Regions from separate parts of the Mus musculus genome. Here region 1 is linked to region 2. A link is a contact called in public HiChIP or PLAC-seq data. All regions are on one chromosome and are shown on one strand. Each heading gives the region's core, a stretch centred on a gene start, on an enhancer-like site or on the middle of the called end of the contact. The rest is flanking DNA. Distances are from core to core; before and after follow the strand shown.

Region 1 (3,571 bases), core at 25-2,524, 430 kb before region 2:
AATTAACTGGATAAAGAACACACACACACACCTTTTGTGAAACTTAGAAATAATTTGCCTTATTGTCATTTTGCTGGGTCTATATCTGGAGTTGGGATTAGGGATTTACGGTGGGCTGGGGGTGATGAGGGGATAGATGGGTGAGATCAGAGTGGGTGGGCTTTTTTCTGTACCTTGAGGAGAGACCAAAGGTGAAACACGAGCAGGACACTCTCTTCCTCACAACAGGGATTTGGAGAGCTAGAGGAAGCAGCATGCCAGGTGACCCACAATTTAGCCTGCAAGCTCTGTCCTTGGCTCCAGCCAGAGACCCCCAGCAATCCTACCTCAGCCCGCTGGGAGGAAGGGCAGGGAGGGGTCAGCACCCAGGGCCTAGTGCCAGCAGAGGTCACTATAGTGCTGTTTCACCCAGGGACCCAACCGTACACAGCTTTAACCTCAAGTCAAATAAGTATTTAAATATGCATGTGTCCTCTGGAATGGAGGAAGGCAGCCATAAGAGGTAAACCATTTAAACAAGGGACCTATTCCATTACCCACCACACCTGCACTTATAGCTCAAAAGAGTATTTTATCTGTACTTAATAAACTCCGTCTTATAATAAAGGGACCTTGCCTTGCCTTGGTCCCTTTCCAAGCGGCCAGGAGCTGTATGCCCCTACATCTCTTTGGCCCACTACTTTGTTCTAATGCGTCTCATCATTTCCCCACTTTTCACACTTCTCTGTCCACCTCTCCCTGTCCCTGGTCGTCTCTCTGCTGCTTTTGCTCTTTACCATCCATCTGCCACCCAATCTCGTCTTCCCCCTCACCTAACCCTAGGAAAGAGGTGCCCGGGAGTCAGCTTCACAGATCGGACTCCTCTGTCAGGCTTTCATTCTCTGTGGCAAATGGTCATACCCTGCCTCCCTACCCGGTAAAGGAGCAACTGGTAACGTAATCAGAGTTCCTGAAAGGTGCCCTCGGGAACAGAGAGGCCACCTCAAGTGAGTGAGGTTAGCCGGGCAGTGGTGATATACACCTTTCCTCACAGCACTCAGGCAGCAGAGGCAGGCAGATTTCTGAGTCCAAGGCCAGCCTGGTCTACAGAGTGATTTCCAGGACAGCCAGGATTACACAAAGAAACCCTATCTTGAAAACAAAACAAAGAGAGAGGTGGGTGGGGAGTTAGTGGGTTCATAGGTTAGAGGGCAAACCGTGGGTGCCTCAGAACCAGGCAGCTTGTTGCTAGGTAACCAGATCTCCTATCACCGCAAGAGCACAACATACTAAAGCAGCCTCTAGCTGGTTTCTGCTGTGTCTCTCAGCTACCCACTCTCTGTGGGACTTTGAAAGCAGCAGGAGGAGAGGAGACCGAGAATCCAGCCACTAACCCCTGAGTGCCCTGTGGCACTGTCACTCACCATTTCACTTTGAAAAGTAGGCCACCGGGGCTGTTAGGTAGCTGCCACCATGAGTTTGGGCATGATGGAAGAGGAGGACTTGGCCGAATACTTCCGGCTACAGTATGGGGAGCGGCTGCTTCAACTGCTGCAGTAAGTGCTTGGTATATAGCCTGTCTGTCTCGCCTCTGAGCTTGGGACCACTCTTACCCTCATGATGATGCTCTGCTGCCAGGTCTTTCCTCTCCTACAGCCCAGTGCTCCTAATTGCCTTACCCCATGACCCAACTCCACCCTGACTCTGGGCCCCCATCACTCAATCGCCCCCAAAAAGCCCTCGTAGATCTCTCTCTTCTCACACAGCTCCTTTCATTAAGGTGAGAGTGGAGACCTCTTTTCCTTCCCATGGGCATCCATCTCTGAGGTGCTCCCTACCCGATCCTGCTCCTGCCTCTCAGAGGGTCCTGTTCCCTTTTCGTTGTTCTCGGGCAGGAAGTTCCCAAATGTTGAGGAGCAGTCAGACTCCCCATCTATCCAGCTCCTGGAGAAGAAGAAAGAGGCCAAGATCATGCAGGAGGCCATGGAACATAAGAAGGAGGTGAGGTGGGGAGTTGGGGGTGATAAGGGTAGGGGTTCAGGGTAGGGAATGGATTGGCTGAGGCTCGAGGTTAATGGATGGTGGGCCCTCGCTTTGGGGGTAGGGTGGCTACAACTGGTTCTGGACTCTTTCCTCCACAAAGAACAGAAAGGGTCTGAGTCTTGGGGGAACTAGGGTCATGGGATACTATACTAGGATCTCTGTACAGGATAGAGAGTGCAAACTACAAGTCCTTCTGTAACTACGTTTCATTTGAAGAGTTGGGGATTTAACTCCTAGCGACTTCTTTTCCACTGAGCTACATCATCAGCGTTCCAAGAGCCCCCCAGGCTAAAGGATAAAAAAACACTTTGGGCAAATGATGTTAGACTCTTTCTGAGAGCCCATGTCAGGTGGCTGGCTCTCTGACTTTCACCTTCTCACATGCCCTACAGGCATTCCAACGGAGAATGGAAACGCTGAACTTGCGCTGGGAAGAACTAGGTATTAAGGAAGAGCAGCTGAAGGCCCATATCCAGAAGTTCGAGCAATTCATCCAGGTATGAAGTGGGGTGACCTGCAGAAGGCAGAGACTTTACACTGCACTGGGCCAGGTGGTTCTTCCCCTCTACTTGACTTTGTGGGCTCCCCACGCTCCCGACCTCCGGGATTAAAGGTGTCTTCCCTGGTCCAGGAGTGCCTGATCTTTCCCAGGCATCTTCTATATTCTATCTACCTCTATCTGAGATGTCCCGTTTACCTGCCAGTCTCTTCTCTCTACTTGACCCTTTCCTGTTTCCTTGCCAGTACCCAGGTGGCTGGGTGGACGAGTGGATCTGATGGATACAGAAGTGAGTCAGGGGCTTGGTCACTCCCTCACTGTATCCCTCCCTCTTTGTCCTTGCATTGAAAGCAAGGGACAGATGAAGGCAGGAAACCATTGCAATGAAGGACCATGAAACAAAAAGACTAGTAAGAGACTCAAGAATCTTGACCTTGGGTTAGGGAGTTAAGCAATGCCCCCTTTCTTCCTTCTAAGATCTCAGTGATCTGGAGGAACCAATGAGTACAAATGGGTAGTGATAAGCAGGAGCAAGAATGTGTGCGAAAGTGTGCTAAAGCAGCCACACTGGAAGATTTGTACAGCGCGGATGATGGCTTCCATGCTTACATAGATGTCGCCTCTCCCCTAGTTCTTCCCCACCTATAGGGAAGCTGGAGCTGAACTCTATTCCATTAACTTGAAGGGTTCTGACAAAGGGCCCAGTGGTGTGGCGCCTCCAGCCCTGGGACCCACCTCAGAATTCTCCACCACCTTCTCCAGGTACTTGTTCTCCAGGTACACTCTAACGCCTCCCAGAGACACTAGGGACACACGCAACTAAGGCACACTTGCATCCAACTGGTTGGAAGGAGTGGCTGAGGACTCAAGTGAGGGTCCCCTGGTCCTTCCCCACCCCTTACAATGAGGGAGCACCAACAGTCAGCCAGCCCAGCTGTGATGGATCTTCTGTGGCTGGGCCCTAGAGATGACAGCAGTTTGGCTCAGAGGATGGCCCTCTTCATCAGTACTTAGAGGAATGATTTGAGCTGGCAAGATGGCTCCGTAGGT
Region 2 (3,522 bases), core at 526-3,025:
ACAAAAACAAACAAACAAAACCTCTAAAAAGCCTGTTACTGAAGGCAATGCTAGTCATTGACTAGGTAGCTCCATTTTGCTTTTAAGTAGACACTGGGTGTTTATTTATCATTTTCTTTTTTCCTTCCTTATGAAGTTGAGTCTTTCCTCCCTTCAGTAAATTTGAATGTCAGGATCAACAGGCCTGCTTGAAGAATGTCTTAAAAGAAACTAATAAAACCCCTTAAACAGAGACTCTCTTGTGCTACAAAATCTTTAGTTGAGACACGGCTACTAGGGTGGGGCTTTTGCCCCAACTTCTCTTTCATCACCACAGTGCATATTTCATGACAGAAGGAGTTGTTTGCATCAAAAGTGAAGCTGAATGAAGGGATACAGTAATTTGCAGGTGTAATACTTTGTTGTTTTTCTTTTGTTTGTTTGTTTCCAAACAGGGTTTCTCTGTATAGCCCTGGATGTCCTGGGACTCACTCTGTAGACCAGGCTGGCCTGGAACTCAGAAATCCACCTGCCTCTGCCTCTGCCTCTGCTGGGGTTAAAGACATGCGCCACTACTGACTGGCTACTTTGTTGGTTGTTTTTTTTTTTTTTTTTTTTAATGTAACCCTGGCTGCTTTAAACTCAGGAAGATTCTCCTGCCTCCTGAATGCTGGGATTACTGCACTGCCACATGGTTCCTTTTCTATCTTGCTTTTTATGTGTTTGAGTGTTTTGCTTGCATGAATGTATGTGTACCACGTGTGCAGTTACTCAAAAGGTAGCGCCAGAGCCGGGCCACCTTTAATCCCAATACTCGGGAGGCAGAGGCAGGTGGATTTCTGAGTTCGAGGCCAGCCTGGTCTACAAAGTGAGTTCCAGGACAGCCAGGGCAATAGAGAGACCCTGTCTCGAAAGACAAAAAAACAAAACAAAACAAAACAAAACAACAACAACAACAACAAAGGTAGCGCCAGGTCTCCTGGAACTGGAATGCCAGACAATCTCCTCGCTTTGCTTTTTCTTCCTTTCTTCTTCCTTTCTTCCTTCCTTTCTTTCTTCCTTCCTTCCTTCCTTCCTTCCTTCCTTCCTTCCTTCCTTTCTTTCTTTCTTTCTTTCTTTCTTTCTTTCTTCTCCATATATTTTGCCTGTTTTCCCGTCAATCTCCTTGCCTCAGAACAAGAGGGTTTTTGTTTTGTTTTCTTCAATGAATATACCCCGATCCTATGTGCCTGCCACATAGATGAATTCTGTTTCCTCCGCCAGTACTGAGCTCTTGATTGCCTGACTGACTGAATTAGGAAAAGCAAAGGCTTTCATGAATTGAGTCACATATGGCCACCAAATTCTTTAGCAAAAATTAGTTCTAGACATTAGAGTAAAAAACAAATTTAAAAAGACTTGCTAAATGCAGCAGTGGCTTAAGTCCACTGCACATATCACATATGCTAATGGTGTCCCGTGGCTCCCTTTTTTGTCCTCACTTCGTAGTTCTGGCTGGCCTGAAATTCACTATGAAGAGCAGGTTAGGCTGAAACTCAAAACTCGCAGAGATCCCCCTGCCTCTGCACCCGGATTGCTGGGATTAAAGGCACATGCGATATCCCATCTAGTCTGTGGCTACTTTTAAATTGCACATCTCTGCTTGACAAGATCAGGGAGACTGAAAATTTTAGGTGTTATGAGCCAAGTGACTGTGCGCTCGAGCGGTCTCCCGCCCGCCCCACCCCACGTGAAACACTAGGATCCGGACGCGCCGTCACTATAGAAGGAAAACAGGCCAGATCTGGTGACGCACATCTGTAATTCCCGCCTTTAGGAGTCAGAAGCGGAAGGGTCGCTGCAAATTTAAGGCCAGTAGGCTCCTTACGGCAAGTTCACCGCAAAAGGTCCCTGACGCCCCAGTACCCTGGTGGATGCAGAGGGAAGAGGCAGTGCTGCTCCCTGACGTCACAGGTTCCCTCCCGTGAGCACTTGCGCCCGGAGTTCGCGCGTTCTTCAGGGTAGGGGTTTGGCTCATCATGGCTGCTTGCCGAGCACAACCACCTACCTCCGTGAGTGCTGTTTGTGTGATTCTCGTGGGTTTTTTGTTTTGTTTTCCCTTCTTGTCCTGAATTTCTTTTCTTCCTATACTCCTTCCATCCATTGCCCATGGTCTTGGCCTGGGGAGCGGAGGCTTTTCCGGCCCTTTGTTCCAGGGTCGACCTAGCCTGGAATACGTCTCCGCCCACTGTCGAAGGTTTACGCTCTGTGGGAGATTAGCCTTGCTGGTTGTTGTGGTTACAGGGGCCCTCTGATTTAGCTGGTTTGGGAAAGGAGAAACGCCCCAGTCCTTGGATGGGTACCCCGGTTAGCTAAGCGGGAAAGCATCAGAAAACGGTACTAGGCAGCAGAAGCCATTTTGCTAAGCAAGAGTTAAAGCAAATATCGTTTGAAAAGCTAAATGCCATTGGGTGGAGGTGGAGGGGTCAGAAGGAATAGTGAACTGTCTTGACTTGCTAAGCAACAACTTCTTGGTAGTTGTTAGTGGTCTTTTTATGACAGCGTCACGTTAACATCACCTGGTGCTTGCTATGTAATTCACTGGGCTAGCCTCTACATGTCTCGCACTTGGTGGCCCTTTTTGGACAAAGGAGTGGTTGTTTGAGATTTGGGTCTTACTTTACTGAAGTGTACTGTGGACGGTTGAGCTGAAAGACCATGGTTGAAAACAGAGTCTATGGTATCTTCTTCCACTACAGCAGTGTTAGTGTTGGGGTACCAGAGGTAAAGAGAAGGCCAAGCATGGTGGTTTACACCTTTAATCCCAGCACTGAGAGGCAGACAGATCTCTTGTGAGTTCGAGGCCAGTCTACATAGTGAGTTCCATGACAGCCAGCGCTATGATGAGAAACCCTGTCTTGAAGAACAAACAAACCCAAAGGAGTAAGACATTAGAATTTAAAGGGGTGGATATTGTAAATGACAGGGAGCCAGTTAAGGAGTAGCCAAGGATTCAAGCTAGCTGGCTGATCAGTGAACATGGCTTTAGTGCTGGAGTGGTTTTAAAGAGGACATTTGTGCTGCAGTGCTGGGCAGAGTGATGAGACCAGCTCTCAGGAGAGAGAACTCTCAGCTAAAGGAGAGATCCTTGAGCAACAGTCCTCTTTTAAAGGTCGTTCGTTCAAGGTAGACGATGCAGTCGGGTGTGGTGGTCCAAGCCTTTAATCCCAGCAGTTGGGAGGCACAGGCAGGCAGGCCTGGTGTATATAGCAAGTTACAGGGTAGCAAGACTCCATGGTGAAACCCTGTTTTAAAAACAACAACCACCACAGCAAACGTAGGCAATTCAAGTATTTGAGGGTATAGTGTTAGGCTTACATTATACAAAATGAATCTTGGGGTTATCCAAAATACAGACCTGTTTCATTTGATTCGGTAAATGTCCTTAGTTTCCCTTTTCCCCTCGAACAACCAACGGCAAAAGCCAAAGTCTTCCCTATGTAACTGAGTCTTCCCTCAAAATATACTGTGTAAGTAGGGCATGGTGGCGCACGCCTTTAATCC

What was found. HiChIP or PLAC-seq counts read pairs in DNA pulled down with a chosen protein or histone mark.
Region 1: an H3K4me3 HiChIP or PLAC-seq map of pro-B cells shows a contact between it and region 2, with 5 times the contacts expected there. The contact joins the promoter of Ccdc42 here to the promoter of Ctc1 in region 2. A contact is called at or near these places in 1 of 39 promoter capture datasets (cranial neural crest) and 3 of 115 datasets of contacts at active chromatin or transcription factors (craniofacial prominence, extraembryonic endoderm stem cells and pro-B cells).

The regions. Positions count from the first base shown.
Region 1 is chr11:68,585,763-68,589,333 of GRCm38.p6, forward strand. It overlaps Ccdc42 (coiled-coil domain containing 42), which reads left to right and starts at 1,275. Exons shown (of 7, transcript NM_177779.3): 1 at 1,275-1,535; 2 at 1,875-1,980; 3 at 2,415-2,519. The coding sequence starts at 1,453. Ccdc42os (coiled-coil domain containing 42, opposite strand) reads right to left here and starts at 1,195. Exons shown (of 2, transcript NR_155283.1): 1 at 174-1,195.
Region 2 is chr11:69,014,136-69,017,657 of GRCm38.p6, forward strand. It overlaps Ctc1 (CTS telomere maintenance complex component 1), which reads left to right and starts at 1,776. Exons shown (of 23, transcript NM_001013256.2): 1 at 1,776-2,030. The coding sequence starts at 1,998.